Regions from separate parts of the Mus musculus genome. Here region 2 is linked to region 1. Evidence: chromatin contacts called from public Hi-C data. All regions are on one chromosome and are shown on one strand. Each heading gives the region's core, a stretch centred on a gene start, on an enhancer-like site or on the middle of the called end of the contact. The rest is flanking DNA. Distances are from core to core; before and after follow the strand shown.

Evidence for each region. A called contact is a pair of places that touch in the nucleus more often than the background predicts.
Region 2: a contact with region 1 is called in a Hi-C map of granulocyte-monocyte progenitors, with 2.3 times the contacts expected there. The contact joins the enhancer-like site here to the promoter of Lancl2 in region 1. A contact is called at or near these places in 2 of 39 promoter capture datasets (fetal liver and macrophages), 1 of 15 datasets of contacts at CTCF or cohesin (the NIH/3T3 cell line), 2 of 484 Hi-C or Micro-C datasets (epidermal suprabasal cells and granulocyte-monocyte progenitors), 2 of 115 datasets of contacts at active chromatin or transcription factors (bone marrow-derived macrophages and memory CD8 T cells) and 3 of 9 other capture datasets (adipose tissue, liver and pancreatic islet).

Annotation. Positions count from the first base shown.
Region 1 is chr6:57,699,319-57,703,814 of GRCm38.p6, forward strand. Lancl2 (LanC (bacterial lantibiotic synthetase component C)-like 2) reads left to right here and starts at 3,137. Exons shown (of 9, transcript NM_133737.2): 1 at 3,137-3,945. The coding sequence starts at 3,742.
Region 2 is chr6:57,789,268-57,793,165 of GRCm38.p6, forward strand. It overlaps Vopp1 (vesicular, overexpressed in cancer, prosurvival protein 1), which reads right to left. Exons shown (of 5, transcript NM_146168.1): 2 at 710-768. Among named protein-coding and RNA genes, the nearest start is that of Vopp1, 34 kb to the right of the region's middle. Within about 2 kb of position 1,459, at least 8 of the 459 cell types and tissues checked have an H3K27ac peak or open chromatin away from gene starts, as enhancers often do. A contact at or near this core is called in bone marrow-derived macrophages and granulocyte-monocyte progenitors, where this site is marked.

The sequences.
Region 1 (4,496 bases), core at 1,887-4,386:
TACTAAGACAATGAGTATTGATAAGTTATTTCTCAGGCAGTCAAAGGAGCCTATTCAAGCCAGATTAAAGTATATATAAATGCAGGTTTATTGCCAAGCTGGTCTCAGGCAGAGAGTTCACTGGCACCAAGGAAGGAGGCCATGAAAGTTACCATGGGGAAGGAGACAGAGGGGAGGGAAAAAGAGAAAGAGAGCAAAATGAAGAGGAGTGGAGAGGAGGAGAAGGAAGAGGAAGGAAGGAAGGAAGGAAGGAAGGAAGGAAGGAAGGAAGGAAGGAAGGAAGGAAGGCACTCACCCAAATGTCTGGATTACAAGGTAAAGAGCCTGGAGGTCAGGGATGGGGTCTGGATCAAGCTTCAGTAGATGGTCCTATACCCATGCACATATGGGCAGCATTAAAAGGAACTCAGTTGTTTTAAAACAACAAAAACCCCATATGAACTTGGGAGGGAAAGGGGTGTGAGAGGGCCTGGAGGAGAGAAAGGGGGGATATGCCACTTTCATTCTGAAGGACAAATTATCCATTTGTAAGACTCCCAGAGGGATAGATAGTCCAATAATAATATATTTAGTCCTGTTTCCCCAAATTAATCAGACAAGTTGTGATTCTTTAATTGTATCCTATATACATGATATAATATGTAATGATAAAAATTAAAGTCAACAGAAAAGCATGAGAGCTGGGAATACACAATAATGAAGAAAAAATTGTAAGCTTTGGGGTGTGCCATAGTCATTAGATAGCAGATACCCAGACAATGATAGACTAAATAGTGACAATTAGGAGTATTTACATCTAAACAGCAACCACAAAGTTAATTGAGTCCTTTAAATATTGGTGCAAATGCATGCTCTTTTAAAATATTTTGAGAACAAATTGTTTCTGTAGACCTCTGAAATATTCCTGAATGTACTACCCCTTGCTTTCTGGGAAGTAACCTTAGTTGATGCTACTTGGGAGTCTTCTCTATGCCTTGAAGATTGCTATCTGCCCCTAAAGCAAACTCAGAAACAAAATAATTAGAATAGTATGAACTCAGAGGAGGCTGACTTGGTTCAGCAGGACAGGAGACATGACAGCAGATCAGAGCACAGAACTTATACAGAATATTTAGATTTCCTAGAAATATAATATACAAGGTAAAGGGCCATACATATTAAGCCCCTAATAAGAGCTCAGTAACAAAAAGCTAGGATGACTAGGATAATATAACAGCATATATACACAGTATAAGAATGATATACAAGAATGTAAGAAGAGTAAGGCATTAGGATTTATCATTCCTTTAAAGATTGGCTTATACCTGATTGTTGTAATGTTGTAATTAATTTAGAAACAAAAGAATTGTTTTATTAAACAAATTCTTGTAGGATTATAGATACAAATATCACAAAGTTAAATTACAGCTACAACAGTTCCTAAGTCTGACTTCTCAGACTCAGGCTAATTTGCAAGTAATATGATTGACCATTAAAGTTAAAAGTATAGTGCTTAAAGCAGAGTGATTCATCTGGACTGACTCAGATTCTATCTATTTTCTATCTAAGCATCTTGAAACTGCAAAATGCTGCCAGCCTAAGAATGGGTTGCTATATCATGCTTGCTTAAGCTAAAATGATTTGCAGAATTTTAGGAATAGGGATATGGGGTTAATGATTACATCTATTCTACCTGGGCTTAACCTAGAAACCTGGACATAGTAGAAACGTATGGCCAAGACAAAATGGTTATGATCCACATCTGAGAAATCAGGAATGTTTTTGAAACCTTTATATAAATACATTTCTGATTGCTAGTCAGAGTTGCAAACGACCCCCAACTTGCTGTCTGACTCAACCTTCCCCTTGCCCAAGCCTTACATCTTCTTTGGAACCTGTTCATTCCTGGGCTGGGCTCCCATACCCCAGCTATAGTAATAGCATAAATCTACGTGCAATCTGAGGACTTTCTCTGTGAGTAACATAATAGAGGCTGAAACTTAGGCTAGCCAGAGGAAGAACTGTCTCCTAAAGTTTTCACAGTGGGAGGACTTGTCAGACCACCTTGTAGAAGGTATAGAAGCATAGACAGTGATGGGCCAATGCTGAGCCAGACAATATCTGGACCTGGGCTGCTTAGCCAGGCATATAAATCTCTGGTCTACCGTTTAATCCTCAGCGAAAAGGTCAGGATCTACCAACAAGCTCGGTAGGCCGTGTGTGTGTGTGTGTGTGTGTGTGTGTGTGTGTGTGTGTGTGAGAGAGAGAGAGAGAGTGAGCGAGAGAGAGAGAGAGAGAGAGAGAGAGAGTGTCCTTGAGACTGCCTGCTTGTGTTTTTCTCTGGTTCTTTGTCCCTCTTCCCAATGTAGGTGCGTTCAACAAATCTTTCTCTGCTTTTCACCGTTGTCTCTTAATTGGATATTAAGGCTGGTGGCAGAGCTTAGCTAGTTAGGGCTTCCAGGAGATAGAGTCTGACTCTTGTAACTCTGATCTACACTTTCAAGATCATGCACTGGAGGTTTGTGGTTGCGCATATGATAAGCGAGGGACAGGATAAAAACCTAACCCTTTTCCACTTTACTCCACTCTGAGGCCAAAGGCAGGAATGCCTGAAATCCTGGCTGTTTGATATTGTTCCATTATGTCACCTTTGGCATTAGAATAACAATGTACCTTGCTTGGGCTCCGGAAATCACATACACCAGGCTCTTCTCTGATTCCTGATTTTCTTGCCTACTAACCAGATATGTCCAGAGGGCAGAAACATTTTGTCACCAAGTACCAATATTTACTAAATGAAAGGACTGCAATACAATATTTCCTTTTAAATCATTACACAGATTTGGTTCTAGTAAACAGTGCAAAAAAACCCCATAGAACCAATGAAGGCTGTGACTTTATATATTGTGATAATAGAAATGCAAAGATCTATTTGCTTGTATCCTCTTTGCCATCCATGTTATTCTGCTGGCCAATTATGTTAATCTCGTGACCATGGGGTTCTCTGGTCTATAAAATATTTAGCTGATTTAATAATTATTCTTCTATATTATTTATCATTATTAAATATGTGTACTTACTCAAAACAATAAGAATGAAAACAAAACATTAAGAAAACAAAACAAAGGCCTGTGGCTCCTCCTCCAAGCAACCCCCCTCCCAGTGGTGATGAATGGGAGGGACTGTATCCCCCCCCACCCCCTTCGGGAGGCTATCTTTTCACTGTTTTAGGCCGTTTTGAATTTCTTTTCTTTAGAAGAGGTATTTTTAATCAAAGTAGCTACTGTTCCTGTGATTGGCGCACGACCAGGGGCCGAGGACACTGACGGGCGGCAAGGCTGGGCTGGTGAAATGCAGTCCGTTTGGTGATGGAGCATCTGAAGGTGCGCTTTTCCCTGGTCTGCAAATCGCTCACACTTTGAATGAACCCATCTTTACAGGCTTTCCCTACTGGAACGTGAGCTTTCTAGGCGTGCGTTTTCTCTAGAATCTCTCGGAAGGACACGGCCACGGGAGAGGCGAGGGTAACTGGGAGACTGTGCGGCTCGGCGGGCTGGGCCGTCAGGCTGAGAGCTGCTGCTGGGAGGGCGTGACTGGCGAAGGCTGGAGGTTCGGCTTTTTCGCGCTAGCTGCATCCAGATGTGCAAGCCACTGTTCTCCAGGAAGGCTTCGCCGCGGAGCCCCGGCCCAAACGCCTTCCAGGAGGTTTGTCCCTGCCTGCGCGCCGTGCCCTGAGCTCTCAGGCAGGGAAAGCGCGCGGACATGGGCGAGACCATGTCAAAGAGACTCAAGTTCCACCTAGGAGAGGCGGAGATGGAGGAGCGGTCGTTCCCCAATCCCTTCCCAGACTATGAAGCCGCCGCCTCCGCCGCAGGGCTCGCCGCTGGAAGTGCGGAGGAAACCGGCCGTGTCTGCCCTCTCCCCACCACGGAAGACCCGGGCCTCCCTTTCCACCCTAACGGGAAGGTGAGTTGGTTGCCAGGGCCGGGACCAGCGGTTGGGAGGGTGAGGCCACCTCCGCCAATGGTAGCGTCCGGCGGTCACGCCCTGGGTGCGCTGACGTCATCGGCGTACGTCCCGCCCGGTGTAGGTCCTGCCCAAGCAGCCGGGGAAAGGCTGCGGAGCTGTGCTTTCCCCATGATGAGACACTGAAACAGTCTGATGGAGCACTGTGATGGTTCCTGGCAGTAAAATGTGAATTTGATGTTAGTTAGGTAGAGTTTTGTCACACCTGCCTGTGGGCACACCCTTGCTTGGAGAAACGCTAAAGTCACGCCCTCTTAATTTTTTTCCGATTTGTTTTCTTCTTTAACAATTTCATTTTTCATACATGTATTTAATGCGTTCTGGTTGCTTCCACCCCACTGTCTTTCATCTCCTTCCCTCGTCTGTACAGTTACCTCTCCTATGAATTGCTTCCCCCCCCCCCCATCCATTTATGTCTTTGTTTGTTTTATCCCCCTTGGGCTTGACCAGGACTGTCTCTGTGAACTGTCCCTTGGAACCTGGTGGGTTCA
Region 2 (3,898 bases), core at 209-2,708, 88 kb after region 1:
CCCAGGGACTTTTGTACTTCCATGTGAATTTTAGGATGATTTGTCTGTCTCCGTGAAATATTTGTGTTTTACTTGGTTGTAACATTAGAGTAATATTGGATTGTAAAAGAAGCATGAATTATCCCTTTCACTTCTATTTGTTTGAATGATTTAAGAAGTATTGGCTGGAGATTTAGGAAAGTCTGATAGAATTCTGCTATGAATTTGTTTAGACTTGGGCTTTTTTCTTTAAGTTGGAACTCTATCACTATTTCTGTTAAAGTAACTTCTTTGCCTTATGTAATTGTTATCTCAGAGGCTTACTGCTGAATAAGTTTGCCCTCTCTAGCTCTTTCTGAAATCTGGCTGGCTTGTTCAGCTCAGCTGTTCTGGCACAAACGCCTCTCCAAGCTAACTGATTCAATCTGGCTTCTCTCAGCTTCTCACTGAGCTGCTCTTCTTGGTCTCAGAGTAACTCTGGCAATCTGTTCTAATCTGGCTCCTTCTCATTCTCTGGTTCATTCTGTCTTCACCTGTGTCTCGGCTGTTCCCTCTGCAACCTGTCTCTGTAAAATATCCCTGAAAAACTACCTCTGGACTTCACAAACTTAACTGCCGAAACCTCCACTCTACTGCACTTTCTATCCAATAACTCAATCCTATAAAAGAAACCGCTCCTGGAGAAAAAAAACTGACCACAGTCAAATCAGCAGGAAGGCACTATACTTACATATAGTATGTGGGATAGAGTCCTTCAAAATACCAGCAATGTTTTTTGGCCTCAGTGCACTAGAAATAAAAGCAAAAACAAAACAAAAAAAACTTTGTCAGTGGTTTGTACACTACTGAAAAGGTCTCAGGAAGTTAACAAAGAAAGAGCAGCAATGGAGGAAATCACAAACGGCTAGCAGAGAAGCAGGCAGTGAGTGAGTAACGAGAAATCCCATCTCCTCCCTTTCTCATAGATGCTTCATTTCTTCAAAACCTTTTTAAAAAGAGGGAAACAGAAGCAGCTATTTTCCTATGCCTCTAATTATTATTCACAAATATTTCCTTAAAAGGGTAAACAAAAGACAATCCTTGGGCAGGGGTGGGGGGAGTTGCTAAGAATCAAATATGGGGCCCTGTGTATACTAGGCAAGTGGTCTAACCACTCAGCTACACTCAATCTCCATTTAAAATTGTATGACACTTCAAAATAGTAAATAATGAATAATTCAAAGCACTGGGAGCTCTATTTCCCCAATACTTTTCGTTTTGACAGGCATCTCCCACATACTGTCACATTTCTAGATCTCTATGTTTTGCAATATCATGAAAGTCACACTCAAACTATTCACTCCAAAGTAGTGGACCCTGTCTGTCGGACAGTGCAAGTGAGGTTTCCTCAGCAGCGCATAAGAGCTCCAGATCGAGTGTTCTCTTAGATGTAAGAAAGGAGAGGACTGCCACCATTGTCTGCCGAAGTTCCTCTTCTTAACCAACTCCACCCCCTTGGGGCTAGGCCACCAAGTAGCACTGACACAGGGTTCCCTGAGTTCTTCCCTGTTGCTGTCCTCAGCAATTTCTCTCAGGTCATCTGCATCCCTTTGTGACTCCCCAGCAACCTTACAGGGACACCACATTTGGCTGGAACCCAGGTAGGCTGCCTTCCTCCATCTCCAGGGTACCTTTCCAGGGTACACATAATCTGATCACTCCTGCACCCCTCAGCACATCCCTCCTGCCAGGTAGGCTGCCCATGCCTTCTTCCACCTCCCCACCTCCATTAGGGGTACACCTAACCTGATCACTTCTGCAAACCTCTTGCCTATCTCCATTTCTTTGAGACTCACCACCAACTGTGGCCAGACCCAGGATGCCTTCAGTTCTCCCTCTGATGCCCTCCACAGAGCAAGATCCTGCGTTCTACTCAAGAAATCTTCATAGTCAGCACCCTTTCTCCTGTCTTTAAGAGAGTGCTAAATCATTATTTGTCAGTATTGTATGACTTGCTAATTGCATTTTTTTCTTTAAGACTGTGAAGGATTCTAAGTATCATGCTCTTTTGCTTTATATTAAAAGATACTGTGGGATAATCACAGCCAACCACTGGATTGAGCCAGGGGACCCCAATGGAAGAGCTAGGGGAAGGACTGAAGGAGATGAAGGGGATTGCAAGTCCATAGGAAGAACAATATCAACTAACTGGGTCACCCAGAGTTCCAGGGACTAAACCACTAACCAAAGAGTATACATGGAGGGATCCACGGAGGGATACATATGAAGCAGAGGATAGTCTTATCTGGCATCAATGGGAGGGGAGGCCCTTGGTCCTGTGGAGGCTTGATGCCCCAGTGCAGGGGAATGCTAGAGGGGTGAGGTGGGAGTGGGTGAGTGGGTGGAGGAGCACCATCATAGAGGCAAAGAGGAGGGAGGATGGGATGGGTGTTTGTGGGGATGAAACTGGGAAGGAGGATATCATTTGTAATATAAACCAATAAAATAATTAATAAAAAATAAGTAAAAAATACTGATTACAAGAAGCTTTATTCTCTGTTAAAAATCCTGAAGAAGTGCTGATGAAAAAGAGAGTGCCCTTAAAACCAAGACTTCATAGTAATAGTCACTTAGGGACTTGATGGAAGCTATATTCCATCCCTAATTGTACTGTGGAGACCTTGATGACTTCTAACAAGCAATATTCCTAAAGTCAGCCACTCTCTTAAAGACTTTGGGAAGATGCATACCGTAAGACACAAGTTAGTACTAACTACATATCCCTCTGGGGGAAAAAAATCTGTGAGCACCTATAGTGTTATGGATACAGTTTCTCTGCCTGGTTTTAACTAAAGAGATGCAAAGCAACAGATGTTGTAAAGGTACTAAACTCAATTACATAAACATCCTTATCTCCTGCAGATAAAATTATTCCATAACCAAAATTAAAAGTCAAACAATAGTAAGGATCTACATAATGTGGAAATTAAATATCATTGAACAGCTGAAAGGTTGGCAGAAGAAAAAATACAAGGAAACGAGCAACTTCTACAATGGCAGGTTCATATAAAACCTAGGGAAGGAAGGGTTCCAGATCTGGAAATGAGAGCAAACACCGTCCTCTTGCAGACTACAAATAGTTGTTGGAAGAAGGGAGAAGAGTTACAAACCAAAAGGTTTCCTTTTCTGGCCCCAAAATGGCCACTGCCAGGAATAACCAAAGAATGGTGTCCGGATGAGAAGTAACCCCACATGTCCCTTATAGCCAGTCATTACCAGGGGTCGGCAGAAGCACTGAAGAAATCCAGGAAAACAAAAGATTATAGTCTTGCAATGCTGATTACTATAGTTTGGGGAAGGTATCAACATAAAGGAAATGTTCAAAACAACTTGGCCATAATTAACAATAATAAAGAGCTTATATAATTCCTTAAGAAAATATAAGCTTTTTAATTAGAAAGATAGAAAAGGAAGCCCTGATATCCCCTGACGAGAAGAATATAAAGGAGAAGACAAGATGCACAATTCTGCCGGGAGAATAATGTGTCTGAGGACTGCACTTTTTCCACACATCATGTTTATTTTCCACACATTTTTATTTTCTAAAGTATATGTCTTTATTTGTTTTGTAGTAGGCTTGAACCTTGAGCTAGGCATTTCTGTAGTAGGACTGAACCTGTGCTAGGCATGTGCTCCAGTTGCATACCTCCACCCCAGCCCCTATCCCTGTAGTCTCCCCTCCTCCAGCCTGAAACCTGCTTGCTCAGGGGTGGAGCTTCCTGCTCATCGTTCTGCCACGCCCACTGCTGGAACCTGCCGCTTTGCTGTTGGTGCCACACACGTGCTCACCTTTCTACTGGACCTGAGATTATTCGGCGGGAATCGGGTCCCCTCCCCCTTCCTTCATAACTAGTGTCGCAACAGTAAAATTTGAGCTTTG